Regions from separate parts of the Rattus norvegicus genome. Here region 2 is linked to region 1. The links are chromatin contacts, called in public Hi-C maps. All regions are on one chromosome and are shown on one strand. Each heading gives the region's core, a stretch centred on a gene start, on an enhancer-like site or on the middle of the called end of the contact. The rest is flanking DNA. Distances are from core to core; before and after follow the strand shown. Region 1 overlaps Skap2 (src kinase associated phosphoprotein 2). Region 2 holds the start of Hoxa1 (homeobox A1).

Evidence for each region. A called contact is a pair of places that touch in the nucleus more often than the background predicts.
Region 2: a contact with region 1 is called in a Hi-C map of psoas muscle, with 1.9 times the contacts expected there. The contact joins the promoter of Hoxa1 here to the enhancer-like site in region 1.

What each region holds. Positions count from the first base shown.
Region 1 is chr4:82,292,483-82,300,188 of GRCr8, forward strand. It overlaps Skap2 (src kinase associated phosphoprotein 2), which reads right to left. Exons shown (of 13, transcript NM_130413.1): 11 at 3,340-3,452. Among named protein-coding and RNA genes, the nearest start is that of Skap2, 140 kb to the right of the region's middle. Within about 2 kb of position 4,894, at least 4 of the 93 cell types and tissues checked have an H3K27ac peak or open chromatin away from gene starts, as enhancers often do.
Region 2 is chr4:82,585,613-82,593,318 of GRCr8, forward strand. Hoxa1 (homeobox A1) reads right to left here and starts at 3,597. Exons shown (of 2, transcript NM_013075.3): 1 at 2,851-3,597; 2 at 893-2,364. The coding sequence starts at 3,499. The coding sequence ends at 2,009. Hotairm1 (Hoxa transcript antisense RNA, myeloid-specific 1) reads left to right here and starts at 3,803. Exons shown (of 2, transcript NR_132646.1): 1 at 3,803-3,966; 2 at 7,221-7,301.

The sequences.
Region 1 (7,706 bases), core at 3,644-6,143:
GGGAGAGAGGAAGGGAGGGAGAGAGGAAGGGAGGGAGAGAGGAAGGGAGGGAGGGAGGAAGGGAGGTAGAGAGGGAGGAAGGGAGGGAGGAAGGGAAGGAGGGAGGGAGGGAGGAAGGGAGGGAGGGAAATTTAATTTTTTTAAAATAAAAAAAATTTAAAAATTAATAGTTGTATTAAAAACTCTTTCCTTAAACTATTTTGTGCTGTCTTTTTAAAATGGACATAATCAAAATTGAGAAACTTGAGGGCAGTAACTCAAATCAGAGAATATTTTACATTAAAAGTCAGTACACCTCTTAAGATTAAGTTATATTTCTTTTTTTTTTTTGGGTTCTTTTTTTTTTTTTTTCTTTTTTTTCGGAGCTGGGGACCGAACCCAGGGCCTTGCGCTTCCTAGGCAAGCGCTCTACCACTGAGCTAAATCCCCAACCCCAAGTTATATTTCTTTTAAACCTTTTAAATAGTTTTAGTTATTAAAAAAGTCATGACATCAATTTCTTACAAAGTATTTATTTTCTGTCTTCACAAATATTATGCCAGATTCCTTAAAATATATTCTTTTTATACAATTTCCACACTTAATTCAAAATGATGAACAAAATTTTTCATGATTAATGTTAATACTTTATTGACATGGGATGGGAAAGTATTACCCATAGCTAGATGTAAAGTTGAATTAATGACACCATTTTGATTGTGCACATTAGCGGCAATTACCTGCACCACTCATTCTGAGCCACTAGATGGTGTAAAAAAATAGATTACAACAGTGAAAATTTCATGCCATCACCACAAACATCTAGCTAATACTCTAAGATTAAACGAATTTGTAGTCATAGAAAAAGGTAGTTATTTTTATACTACTTATATTTTTAAAGATTCAAATTAGACGTTTCTTTCTGTGTATGTGTACAAGTTTCTGAAGAGTTCTCTCCTTCCACAGGGATTAAACTCAGGTTCTCAGAGTAAATAAATGCAGGCCCTTTAACCTAGTGAACCAACAGCTTATCCTTCTAAAAATATACAGTACTGGTCCCACCTTGATCTAGAAATCCATTGCTTTCTTCTGAAAAATCTTGAGTTCTCAAATTTATTATTCAGTTATGGTATTAACTTAAGGTCTGTGTCTACCTAGCTTTGGGCAGAACTATAGGTTACAATGTGAGAGACTGTCCAGTGATTCTGCACCTGCACAGTGCGAGGTAGAAAGGAAGTCTTCACACACACTCCAAAGCAAGCAGATAGCTCAGCAAAGGCTGCAGCCATGTTGGGACAGAGAAGGGAGGCTGTTCTCTTTATCCTAACCATGCACCCTGACTTTCCTCTCTGAGGTTCACAGCTGCTGACTGTGAGTCCCAATCATTTAATTTATGGGGAGATACAGTGACTAACAAGTTCCTCTTTCTTGGCTCTTCTTTCAAAAACCACAATTAGCCTCTCCTAAAATGCTGTCTCTAGAAGGAACCCAACGCTGTTGGAACATCAAACCTTGCAAAGGTCTGAAAGAGGAGGCCAGTTCTCTCCCAGATAACAGCATTTAAGATGTTCAGACAGAAGTGAATGCTACCTGTGAGCTGGGCCACATCTAACCCAAGGTCTTAAACAGGTTTAAGAGAACTAAACTTCTACCCTCAGCATCCTGGAAGGACAATGCACACTAGGACTACACTTTTAATTTCCCAGGAACACGAAATGATGGATGTGAGTCCAGGCCACTTTGCCGGGTGGGTGCCTGGGCTTCCTACAGCCAAGCTGACTCATGAAGAAGGCCTTAAGAAGAGAACCATGTGGGCTTTACAAGCTACATGTGTGCAAAAGGAATACAACGTTATGCCATGTATCCCTAGACTCTGAAATTTCAAATACAAGTTAATCAACCCTTTAATTTTAATATTCTCATAGCCAAATTGGTTAAACAGTTAGGTTAGTAAATTTGGGAGGAATTTCAGGAAAGTTTTCTGATAAGAACTGGGCCAAACAGTGCTATTTCTGTTAAATAATACACTTTAAAAGCTGCTGTTTTAACTTTGGACAATTACATGTTTAATAACAGACTTAACCAAAAGCTGTCATGTGGACATGAAGGTACGATACCATAGCAATGCATGGATCTGCCATTGGGAGGCTGACTGGAGTTCATGACCAGTCTTGGCTTTGGCCATCTCAGTAAGTCATGATCACAGCTCCCGGTACTAAGTTATTAGTAAATATTTCTTTTCACACTAATCTCTGAGAGCTTATAGATTAGTCTTTAGGATTCTTGGTGTCTAGAGTGTGTCTTGGTATTGTGGATGCTTTATTCGGCATGGAATTAGGTAGAAGGGACAGAAAATAACTACCCTGGGCGTCAAGATAATATAGTTCAGGTACTGTCTCTGCACCGGGTACAGGCAATCTCCATTAAGGTGCCCACTCTAGGACTCTATGATCCGCTGGGTCAAGACTTTCTGTACTAGTCATACAATGTTAAAATCCAATTTGTGACCTTATTTTCAATTTCTCTTTGTATCTAATAGTTCACATCATCTTTCTGAAATAAACAAAATATTTCTCAGCTCAATCACATTAAAGTGTTAGACTTATGACCTATGTAACATTTCTCTGCTTATATTTAAATCATTTTCATTCGTGATTTTGTGCTAAGATAATCTTAAAAAGTAGACATTAAAAAAATTCCTACAGTACACTAAGGACAATTTTAGGATGAAAATTAAGGGAGTTCATATGCAGCGTCAGAAGCTGACGCTTGGAGCTGGTGGCTTCTACAGTCCAGTATCTTAAAAAGCAGCAACAGCGATTCTCATGTACATTAACGATGACAAATATAGTTTGCTAAACTTTAAAAAAGTACCTCACCCTGTCTGAATATGGAGCATTGCCTTTAAATTGTTGGAACACCCAATGTGTTTACACAGAGATGAAAAACTTTTTATAAACACAGTGTTTCCACTGGAGAATGGCAGGCAAACACAGAATAAGCACACAGAAGAATACGAAGGAAGAAGCAAGAGAAACATAATTACTAACCTAATACCTTACAATGCTAACTCCCACATGAGTATATTGTTCTGGATAAGGCAGTAAGTGGATGCCTGCCAAGGGCTGGGGTGACAGGTAAACACACTGCTAAGTGAATCCTGTTATCTGATTGTGTTTAAATTCTGATTATATTTCACTTGACAAAATAATTAATTATTGTGAACTTCCAATTGTTAACTAGGACCTAGAAGAATTCCAACTGGCATGCCCTTGTGTTGTGAATTCAAGTGCAGGAGAACTGAGCTATGCATTTCCTTTCACGGCTGTCACTGGGGCGGGGGTCGGGGCACTCTCTTACCTTGCTAAGAATGTAAATCACATCACCACGCTTAAAGGACAACTCATCAGAAAGAGATCCAGTGCAGTCCCACAAGCCCTGGTAAAAATTAGCATAATCGGTGCTTTTATCTCCTAGGAAAAAGAGAGAGAGAGAGTTGGAGTTAAGGCTTGAACCAACAGAAATTAAAGGACCATCCCAGATTGCCAAGAGTCTAAGAAACTCTGGCCTGGATCGCAGAACGTCTTAGTGAACCCGCAACTACCTGTGAGCATGCTCATGAAGGTCGTGTCAGAAGCATTAGCTGTTCATGGCCCCTCTACTTCTGTCCCTAAGCTAAAACCTGCAGTGACTGCATTCTCAGAGCAGCAAGGGGCTTCTGCTCGGTTTTTAGTGAGAAGTCTTACGCTGACTCGCTATGTGTTTGAAGAGCAGCTGGTCTTCCTGCACGGTTTAGCATCTAAGGGACAGGACAGACGGATTTGAAGGAACAATTTCACTGAGTCTGGAACACTTGATAACAGTATTATATCAATAATAGTATACTTTAATTACTCAAATATAAAGCATTTGGACCCGAAGTCTCTCAAAGTTGTCACTAAAATATTTTTTGCAGCTTTGAAATTGCTAGTGCGGACTTCTGTTAGTCAGGTCTAGGTCACTAGACTCATACAGTGGAATTATCAGCTCATCCTTCTCCTGGCATAAGCACAATGGATGTGAAGTGTTCAAACTGCCATACACACCATTAACTGATTGATTATTTAGTGCCCACCGCTCTGTAATACCACAGTAACTGGGTAATATATGCTTTGTCACTCACACAATGTGGCTTTCCTAAAACACAGCACACAGTTAAATACACTGGATGCTTTTGTTACACAGAGAACGGTTTCCTGTTTTTAATTTCACGATAATTGAGTTTTGATGAGTTAAGGGAAAAAGAATGCGAGTAATATCAGTAAGACGTAAGTAAGATGCCCGTGCATTCTCCAGCCAGGCGGAACACACACGTGCTGACAGCTCCCATCGTTGCATGGTCACCTCCGAATCTGGGGATAATGTGGAGAAGGGTGCCGGATCAGGTTGTCATCTCAGTTTTGTTAGGTGGCTTTTAAACAAGAGGCGATCTCAGTGCAAACAGCCACTACTATAGTTAGCACAGTGCTGACTTTCACAAAGTATTGATTTATTAGATTAATTCTCCTTAATGTCTTTAACATTTTTCAAAAAGGAGAATCTGAATAACATGGAATCTAAGTAGTTACAGGATACACCTTCTCACTAAATTTTCAGAAAATAAACAAGGACTAGAAAATACCACCTAACTCTGTTAATTTTTATTTTTTAAGACTGAAAGAGAGGGACAATAGGGGTGGTATGATAGGATGGGGAGGATGGAGCGAGAGGGAGAGGGAGAGGAAGGGAGGGAGGGAGGGAGAGACCCCCTGTATTTGGCCTCACCACTTTAGCACTTGGGCTCAAAGCACTAAAGCCCCAGAATCCAACCAAGAGCTAACAATGCTTGTGGCACCCCTATCACATCCTCCCCTAGCCCCCCAAGCATATATTAAACAAATTCTGTAAATGGACACTAGAGGGCACTCCAGCTGGCCAGATAGCTCCAAACAGTGTCTCTTTCCTTTTCCTTTTTTTTTTTTTTTTCTTTTTGGAAAAAATATCACTTAATAATAAAGTGACCGATTTCCTTTAAAAACCACTTATTTAGACAAATAGAGATTTAGAAGTTGAAACATTCCTGTCAGATTAAATCAACTGCTAAATGGGTCAAGTGTTGCACCCTCTGCAGTCTGTCAGTGTCAGCTTGAAAGTCAGGGAGTTAGACGGGATGACATCACACGTAAAGCCTGCCACACAGTTCTAGCCCAGTCAAAGAAGAAGGTCTAAATAGCTAGTTTCCCCAGTAGGGGTCCCTGACATGTTCCCCATGCTGCTCAGGCCTTAGGCTTGCTCCGAAGATGAGAAAGAAACAAACTTTGGCTAAAAAACTAAGGTCAAAGTTTTTGGTGGAGCTGTGGGATTCCAAAGGGTCCCAGCTGTCCTGGCCCTTCCTCCATTTTCAGACATTCTCACAGTACTTTTCATTTAACAGCTTTTTTTTTTTAAGTAGGGGCAGGAAAGAGGACAAAAGGAAAAGTATACAGTGATTTTAAATACACATTCTTATCACTTTGGTTTCTTTTTCCCTGGATACACTCGGAGGAACTCCCATTAACATTAATGGGAGTTCCAGGAGCAGGCGAGGGGAGAGACCCCCGCCGGGTACAAGATGCATGACTCCCTAGATGTGCATCAGGAACATTTCATTAAACCTCACGGCTGCAAGGAAGCCACAGAGCCAGGGGTTCGGCATTGCTGTCGACAAGATGCATTTTCAACTGTGCCCCCAACAATCTTGATGATGATGGTATCCAAAAAACGACCTCAATTCTGGGTCCCACATGTGAGCACTGCTAAAGAACACTCTGGATATATGGCTGACGTTCTAGAAGAGCAGGCATCACCAGTGAGGGAAGGGCCAGCAGTGTGTGAGCTGTCTCCTCAGGAAAACATGCCAGACATAAAGAATTAGGAGTGATCTTATTTGTGGAAAGCAGGAAGCTCTGCTGGCTCATCTTTAAAATGTAAGTGGCTCTACACACACAGACAGAAGTCCCGAACACATACAGCTTTGAAGGCACAGAAGGCTCACAAAAACTAGCACTCTGTACCTCTGCCCAGGAAGATAATCCCCATGACATGTTGCTTTGCCTTGTGGCGATGGGGATAGCAAATGCAGAGCCTTGAATATGCTGGTCAAATGCTTTCCTGCTGAGACACATCCCTGGCCCCAAAGATAGGCGTTGTTTATAACGAGGAACATTCAGAAGCACAGTTCACGTGGTTTCCCTGTCTTTACTCGGTGGGTTAACATCATTCTATCTATACCATCGGTATTTTGAAAATTACACGCAAAACCTCACCTTACTGTGTGTGCTGTCCTGAGGGGCATGAGTTACTTTTGAAAGTAGGTTGGTTTTTTTTGTTTGTTTTTTTAAAGTTAGCTAGCCTTTGAAAAATTTAGACATTGAGCTTTTAAAAACTTTATAAAATAGATATTTGGCAAAGCTAACAGGACTGTTACCAAAGTGCAAATTAAACATGTAAACACCAGATAGTCTACAAAGGCAAGATTATAAAAGACGTGCTGACAAAGAAGGAGGCGTGATGCTGACCCCAGAGACCCTTTCTCTGAGGACTGCAAGCCTGAGAAGTGTTTTAGAAAGGGAAGCATATTTTTACAGTGTTAAAAAAAATCAAGTGGGACCGTCTATGTACCTATAAATGTATATGATCTGTGCTAGATGAATCAGTGTGAAGCAACTTGTAGGAGACAAGATGAATTGAGTTTTATTTTTATATTTTATATTAGAACACTGATTTTTTTTTCCTGTAAAATTAGTCAATGTAAAAAAAATACATGAAATTCTTGAGCAAGGTTAGGTCACATGATGTGACGCTCAGTAAGAAAGCAACACCCTTGTCAGCTCAGTGCCGAGTGGCGCGCATGAGTTGCAGAAGCTCCATGTGCGAAGGCATTGGAGCGTGGCTTGAAAGAGCTCTGCAGCACGAGAGGTAAGAGACACTGCAGTACCTTGTGACGATGGCGTGAAAAGCTCACCGACTTACTGCCCCCCCCCAAAGGCAAACACTTGAGGCATGCTCTCTTGTGTCTGCGGAAGGTCTATCTATTGTGTTTATCTTCTATACCTGCATAGAAATTTTAAAAAGAAACCTGTGTGCTCTGGGCAGAAGCATCGTGATTCATAACTATCAAAATAAACACCCAATTTACTATCAAGCACAGTGCCTGGGCTTCATTCGCTTGCTGCCATGGTTTACAGCTCTGTTTTACAGGGCAAGAGTGCTAACATCTAATGGCTTTGTCCTGCTTCCTCTCTGAAAAAAAGGCAAACCCAAACCTTTTGCAGCAACCTGTGCCTGCCTTCCTGTCCAGGTCCAGAGTCAGGCCTGTTTCCTTCCCATGTGTCACAGGAGGAAAGCTACTTCCTGAACACGTACTGCTTGTCCACCCTGCTTCTGACAACTCAACAGGGTGATGTATGGACATATCAGAGAGGGGAAGGTGACCCTAGCTCCAGCCCTGTACAGGACCCGGGGGCGACAGGGCAGACCTCGCCCCAGCTGACACAGGGCTGTGGAGAGGTGTAAAGTCCTGATAAGAAGGCAGCCCATCTCTTCTTTCCCTGTAACTGTTGGTTTATCAAAATTAACCTCATGTTTGCGCTACAGATAGTTTATCTTGTGCTACTTGGAAATAGCAACAAGCAAGGAAAGTTGTCTGTGTTGTGTGTTTGTACATGGTG
Region 2 (7,706 bases), core at 2,347-4,846, 290 kb after region 1:
CTTAAACCCCGAAACATGTTAAAAATAATAGGAGATTGTCACAAGGTCTTGACAAGCCATTGGTCATGTGTTGATTCCCTCTCCTCTGACACATGCCACGATCAGAAATAACTTGGATATACAAAGGCTTGGTTTGATTTTCCCAAGCTCAGCTGGAGCAGTCTGAATCTACAGAGAGTGTAAATTGCTTTCCAGGTTATGTGACACAGAGTTAGAAACATGCAGAAATATTACAGTCGTGGTGGCAATGAAAGGAAAGCTGAATCTGAAGGGATAAGGTGTGCGAGGCAGAGATGTGAGGAACTGCTGGGAGGGGTGGACGCTGATGCAAAGAATAGGGAAGGAGGCAGGGCTTTACTGAAAACAGACCATCAATTTCAAAGGTAGAATATATTGAAGCACAGCCTGACGATCCAAAAAAGGAAACGGAGACATCCTTACCACAGCTATGTACTGAAGCTGATTAAATGGGAATTTGCTCTGGGTTCACAAATGTGAGGAAAGACTGCCTGAAGACAGTTTTCAGCTTTGGAAGGGGCTGTGTTTACGTGTATGTCAACATTCAGTTGGAGGTGAAAAGGTTGGCACTTGACCCAGGAAGTATCCATGTGTGTTCCAAAAAGAGATCTCCTTCATATATTCCTTTACTTTTTTTTTCCATTTTGAACTCTGACTATAATAAAGAGAGTTGCTGTTGTTGTAAAAAAAAAAAATCAGTGCGTTAAATAGACTTTGGTTGGGTGAAAATGTACTTCTAGGGAAAGCTGCAAGCTTCATGTCAGAGGGAAACCTACTTCTTTGAAAATGAACACTACCCTCCCTTCCCCACATGAAATGAGCCAATGTAAGCAGACACTGTAGCCCAGCCAAATACGCAAGATGCTTAGGCATACCTGAAACTTGAATATTTTATTACAGACATCTTAAGTAAGACCCGTAAACTCTGCTCTGGACCACGTCACTCCAGGATCTCAGAGCTGCTCATGATTGTACAGGAAATGGGGACTATCTTAGGCTCACAAAGGACAACTGATAGAACTCAGTGTGCTATTTCAGGGAGGTCAAAACATTGTGCGACATGCAGAAGACTATTCACGAACCACACAAAATATACATTCGTTGTGCCATACATCACATTAACAAACAATTAGCTGAAAATACACTTGTCTCCAGCCAAGATACAAGATACTGTGAAAAGAAAGGGTGGTTGAAAAGAATTCCTTTAGGTTACAAATAGTCCAGCATAACTTTTTTAAATGCAGGGTGGCCAGAGAAGCAGGAAGAATTGGTTAGAGTTTGGGAAGACTCGGCACAGGAAAGGTTCTGAACCTTGTGCTTTGTAGGCCTAAACTCTGAAAGAACCAACCAAGGCCACCTTCTGAAGTATCTGACTCAGAATGAGAGAGGTTTTCTCCTTTCACCCATAATCACACATGGCCTGTGCCAGTTTTGAGAATTTGTCCACCCTGTTTGATTTAGTGACTTACATATTTCTACGAAATGTGTATAAAGATAAATCTCTGAAGAGAAAGCATTCATACCCAGCAATCAAGGGGTGAATTGTGTAAACATGGAGCATCTCTTCCTCATGAGCCTTTGGACACCCTCCCTCCTCTATGTCCTACTTAAAGGCCAGGTGGAGCAGAACAATACATAGATACAAAGGCGAGACACCTCCCTTCTGCAGATATCTGTTGGCAAAGGGAACTGTTCTCCAACGGACAGTAAAGGAACCATAGGTTGTGTAAAAAAATCTCAAGACAGTAAAGAAAGGGCGTTGGGGACCATCAGAAATTGATGTGGGCACCTGGTATAGAATAAGGAGTTAACTTCCAACCAAGTCTCCAGAATTCTCTGGAAATATCTTATCTTAGCCAGGAGCTCCCCAGATGGGACCAGAAAGGAAGAGAGAGTCTGGAAAGAAAGGAAGATAAGCTAAGAATGTGCTTTGGGTAAGAAATCTCAGCCCAGGGAGAAGCCTGGGCTGCAGAGTTGGGCTGGGGCAGCCTCAGTGGGAGGTAGTCAGAGTATCTGAGGTAGATGATGCGGGAGAAGGGGCGCTGGGCGAGGAGCTGGATTTCTCAGATGATTCTTCAGTTTTCTCATCGCTTCCAGGAGGGGTGGCGGGTGAAATGGGCAAGAGCCCCTCTTTCTCGCGCTTCTTCTGCTTCATGCGGCGATTCTGGAACCAGATCTTCACCTGGGTCTCATTGAGTTGCAGGGACGCGGCTATCTCCACCCTGCGGGCTCTTGTTAGGTACTTGTTGAAGTGGAACTCCTTCTCCAGCTCTGTGAGCTGCTTGGTGGTGAAGTTGGTGCGCACTGCGTTGGGTTGACCCACGTAGCCATACTCTCCAACTTTCCCTAGGGTAGAGGAGGAAGAGAGAAAAGATAAACATTCTTAAACCTTTACCCCAAACTTGAGGCAATATTCAGTAAACTGCTCAGCGCAAACCCTATCAGGAAGCGCCAGTGACTAACGATGTTGTAAGTAAAGTGTTAACCTGAAGTCAGCCATTAGCGTGATCAGGCTCGTGATTAATGGAGCCTGTAGATATTAACAGGACACCACTACCACCTCCCACCCCAACACACACACACACACACACACACACACACACACACACACACACACACACCATCTACCTTTAGACCACTTAAACCTCAGCCCCTTTGAAACTCCTTTGCCTCAACACACCTGGGCACCCTACACCACCCACTACAACTCTAGACGACATTAGACATAAGCAAGAACCTATCTTTTAAAATCATTAATTTTCCTAGGAAACTAGGTGCACCGGCCCCTTTCAAAAACTGAACAGCATTTGTTTGCCAGCTGGCAGGACTTACCTGTTTTGGGAGGGTTTCTTTTAACTTTCATCCAGTCAAAGGTCTGCGCTGGAGAAGACGTCTCTGAAGCAGGGGAACGACAGGCTTCTTGGTGGCTGGCGTGGAGAGGGGATAAGGAGTTATTATACGTGGCCAGGGCCAGACTCTGGTGCTCTTGTCCATATGAGTGGTGAATGTACTGGGGCGAGCCCACTGTGCCCCCAGCATAACCCTGGTGGTGGTGGTGATGCTGGACCATGGGAGACGAGAGGTTTCCAGAGTAAACAGCGGGAGCGCACGGGGGGTACCCACCACTTACGTCTGCTTCCTGATTTAATCCATAGGGGCCATAAGGCGCACTGAAGTTCTGCGCGCCATAGCTTGGACCACAACTCGAGTGGGAATAAGAAACCCCAAGGTTCCCAGAAGTCTGGTAAGTAGCCGGCTGGGGATGGTGATGGTGGTGGTGGTGGTGATGGGGCGAGGTGATCTGCACCCCCCTGCCCCCTAGGAAGCGGTCGTCGCCGCCGCAGCTGTTGGCACTGACCGCGCAGGATTGGAAAGTTGTAATTCCATGGTCAGAGGAGTAAACTCGCGCCGAGCAGGTCCCAGAATCGCCACTGCCAAGGATGGGGTATTCCAGAAAGGAGTTCATTCTTGCATTGTCCATCTGTCACTGAGTGACTGGGTCCTGCGAAGCCCTGGGTGACCGTGCCAACTTTCTCACTTCCTCCATAGGACCAGAGAAGAAAAATGATATGAATGTACAGTGCGCAAGAGGCGGGGCGGGCAGGCGGAGGGCTCGAGGGGAAGGACACGTGACTCTGTCAGCCAATGGCTGAGCCGCCTGCGAAAGTTTACCGGCGGCGGCGGTGATGGATCACCGTTTCAGTGGCATTTAAATCCCCGGCGCTCCTCAGTGTAGGTGACGCGCGCTCGCCCCCCCAGGCAGCCCGGGCCGCGGCGGTAGCTACGGCCGCTGCCGGAGCTGACTTGGAGCATTGGGACTAAAGGGAGCCGAGACTGACTTCTGCGCGCGCCCGGCTCTGCGCGCCTCCGCCTCCAGAAGTGGGGGGGATGGGAGGCACCCTCCGCGGCCCCTTCCCCACCCAGCCGAGAGAACTGAACAGGCAAGAGGTGAGAGGGGATGAGGCCTCCCGGCTGTCTTGTGGCCGGCATCTTGTGGGCTGAAAATCTCTGCGTGGTCGCAAGGACCCTGGCGGAGCTGGGAGCACACGGGGTGGGAAGGGTGGGAATCCAACAAACACCACGCCCTCAGCTCGGGGACTGCCGCCAGGATCCAGCCCCAGCAGAGTCCCGAATCGCGGCGCCTAGGGCGAGGTTGCGTCACTGGCTCGCCAGCCTCGGAATGTAGAGGGACGTGCGCAGACGATTGACTGGGAGGAACCCGGGTGAATGTGTTGGGGACCAGAGCAAGAAAAGAAACTTCTATCCTCATCCAGAGGGTCTCAGAGCCCTCTTCCCTGATTCCTGCTGGCCAATGGCATAGCAATGGGAGCTTCAGTAATTCGACCCCGGGGCCGTAGGGGGCGGAGGGGGTCGGCCCTAGGAACCTAGCTCTCTGGGAAAGGCCGAGTGTTCTCTCTCTCTCTCTCTCTCTCTCTCTCTCTCTCTCTCTCTCTCTCTCTCTCTCCCCCTCCCTCCCTCCTCCTTCCCTTCTCCTTCTCAGTCAGCTTTGCTCGTGGTAGCCTGCAAGATTCGGAGCAACTCTGCTGCTGGAGTTTGAGGGGTAGAAGGCAGAGGAGAGAGTTGGCGCCAGCAGACGTGGCTGGCGTGGCCGAGCCTGAGCTGCAGGCCATCTGCCGACTCTTTGAGACTCAGAAGCTTGTTCACTCTTAATATAGGCCTCAGAGGGCCAGATCACAGTCAACTCCTACAAAGTATGCTGACCTTCCCCCGTCACGTTTCTCTCTTCCAGGAGGGGCAAGTTAGAAGCAGGAGAGCCCCCTCTTCCCATCATCCCCTATTGCCTGTGTGGAGGGGGGGGGCAGTTGAGAACTGGCAGGTGGGAGGGGCAGTGGACAGATGGCTGAGTGGATGGGACCCTTTCCAACGGACTGTGTAGCTGCTTGTGTGAACCTGCAGGTCACTCCCCAGAGAGACCCGTGCAAAAATGTGAGCATCACCCCAGGACAGGGGCCCTGTTTTCCATCAACGTCGTCCTACAATGATGCTGATGGTATCAGTAATTGTTGTTTACTATTAGATGCCATGTCAACTCTGGGCTTGGAGAAAGAAAAGGCCAAACCTGAGAACGGGCATAGTCTTAAGTGGGTGAAATTCAGCGGTCACCTAAGAAACCTTGCAGACAGTTCTGTACGGATTTTGCTCTAAACTTTGCTCTAAGCCTTGTATCAGACAGGAAATTAACAGCGTAATGTATGTGTGAGTTTAGGGGTCCCCTTCTCTGTAGGAAAAGAGTGCAAAGTCTTCAGACTTCTGTGTTTTGTTCTCCACACACAGAAGTCCCCTCCCCCACACCTCTCAACCCCGCCTCCTGCAAACCTGACCATCTTTCTGGAAACCCTAAGCAGACTATGTCCCGATCCCCCTTAGTGGCAACTGAACGTTTTACCCCAACCCAATTATTTGGAGAATGCTATTTCTCCGTGACCCTTGGCTCACCCCAAAGCATGGTTAAGGGAGGAGCAAGACCTGGGAAGCTTCCTGCCTTAGCTTCAGTTTCAGAGGAAACATCAAGTAGAGAAAAGCAAGGTGGACCTCCTGGAGGAGGCTCTTTGGAAAGGGCAGTCCTCCAGCTATGAGGAAAGAAGGGACTCCTGTACTCAGGAACAGGAGGCGAGAGAGGCTTGATGCTTTGAGTGCAGATGAGGGCCTCTCTCAGTAGAAGGCAGTCCATTCCTTCTCCCCGTTGCCACTTGCCAGGCCTCTGTGGGCCTCCTTGCATTAACCTATTGGCTCCAGGACGCCTGCCTGAAAGCTGCTCCCAGGCCTGCGCTGCCCTCCTGCTAGTTCTCACTCCCTGAAACCTTCTTCCTCCACCTCTGTTTTTCTGGGCACCCTAACATGGGGTGTTTTCATCAGGATCACAAACACACTGGACCCACCGACACCACCGGAGGTGCTGGCTCGGGGCCTCCGCAGACCTTGCCCTAATGACCACCGGCTTTGCCTCTGCTTTCCCTGCTTTCCCGAGGAGGCTCTCCCCTAGCTTGCAGCCTTTAGGCTTATGCAGCTCAGATTCTTTCCCAGCCCCCACCCTGGAGGAATCAGGAAGGCCACTGTGCAGGGTAAGAGACCTTTGGTCTTTTGAGCAGCAAGGAGGCCAGCGACCCACGCAGGAATCGAGCTAAAATGTCTTTAAATAGTCCCAGGAGAGTGGGTGAAAGGCGAGCTTGGACCATGAGTGAAATAATCCTCTGCAAGCGGCATGCTTGGCTCCAAGTGCCTCTTTCAGGGCCCTTCTACTGGAAAGAGAATGAGGGAGGAGGAGACAAACCGAGGCCCGGAGCTGTTCTTGGCATCCGCGGCTCAGCAAAGCTGTTGTTTTAAAAGAGCAATAAAAATGAATTATGACTAAACGCCTTCTAACTTAATGCTTTCGGACGGGGATCCCCGGCAAATACGTAAGAGGATTTTTATTTGTGCATGTGTTCCTGCAATTGATCTCTTTGATGACATTCTCATTCATAGAAAGCGTTTGATTTATGAGCTTAGGACGAATCGCATCCAGGAGCCGCGCAGCTCTGGCCACAGCCGGGACACCCTGCTCCGTTCTCAGAGCCTGGGGCCTGAAAACCGCCACAGTCCCCACACACCAATGCTGCTGAGGGATTGAGGGAGTGAAGGGCGAAGGGACGGTAGGGAGCAAACCCCTGAATAAAGTCTGAGCTTTCACTGTAATTCCCAAGCTTTTGCTGTTAAGAGCTGGGTTCTTACAGCAATCAGCCCGCCCCCACGCACATGTTGCTGCAGTTTCTCACGGTAAGTCACCAGAACAGAACCCAGAAAGGAAAACAAATAAATAAATGAATGTGGGAGGAGACAAAAGAAGGGGGAAAAAAAACAACAGCCCAATAACACACCCTAGATCACATTTTATTGATAAATTCATTTAAAGTGCTCCTTCTCTGTCTAATAAACTGGGTTAATTAATTAATAATCTAGGGTGCAAAACACTTTTAAAGTCTCAACTTGCTAACCTGACTTCAAACCCTTAATGATTTATTATTAGCAATGTAAACAGATGTAAGGATTAAATATCGATTTGTGTGCATGTGGTGTGTGTGTGTGTGTGTGTGTGTTGTGAGGGCAAGAATCCTGGGATGGCTGGAAAGAGCCCTTCCTGGCATGCATTTCCTAGCTAGTAACCATCGTTTTGTTCTATTTTGTTTTCCTCTGTCTTTTAGGTCTGTTTTTCCTGAACCCATCCACAGCTGGGAGATTAATCAACCACACTGAAAATGGGGGGAGGGGAAGGAAGAGTTGGACTGTAGATGTTTGAAAAAAACATATGTATAAATAAATGAATTTTTGATAACTGGTAGCTTGGTAAGGGAATGCCACTTTACGCATCCTAGAGTTTGAAGTTTCTGTAGGCACTTTACTTCTCCACTTTCAAAAGCTTGGGCTAGGGCCAATTCAGGCTGCCCAAGCCTCTTTCTATCACTAATTTAACTCTATGGCTTGAGTCTCAACACTGAAAACCAATTCATTCCCTTAGGGGGATTAAAAAAGCAAAAAAAAAAAAAAAAAAAAAAATCTTGCCAGAAGCCCTAGCCACTTTCTGGCTCTCTTCTTTGTTGCTGTCTATTGCAGACTTTGAACATGCCCCTAATAAAATATATTAAAATTGAAAAACTAAATTGTGACCAGACTTTTATTTACCACGTTAG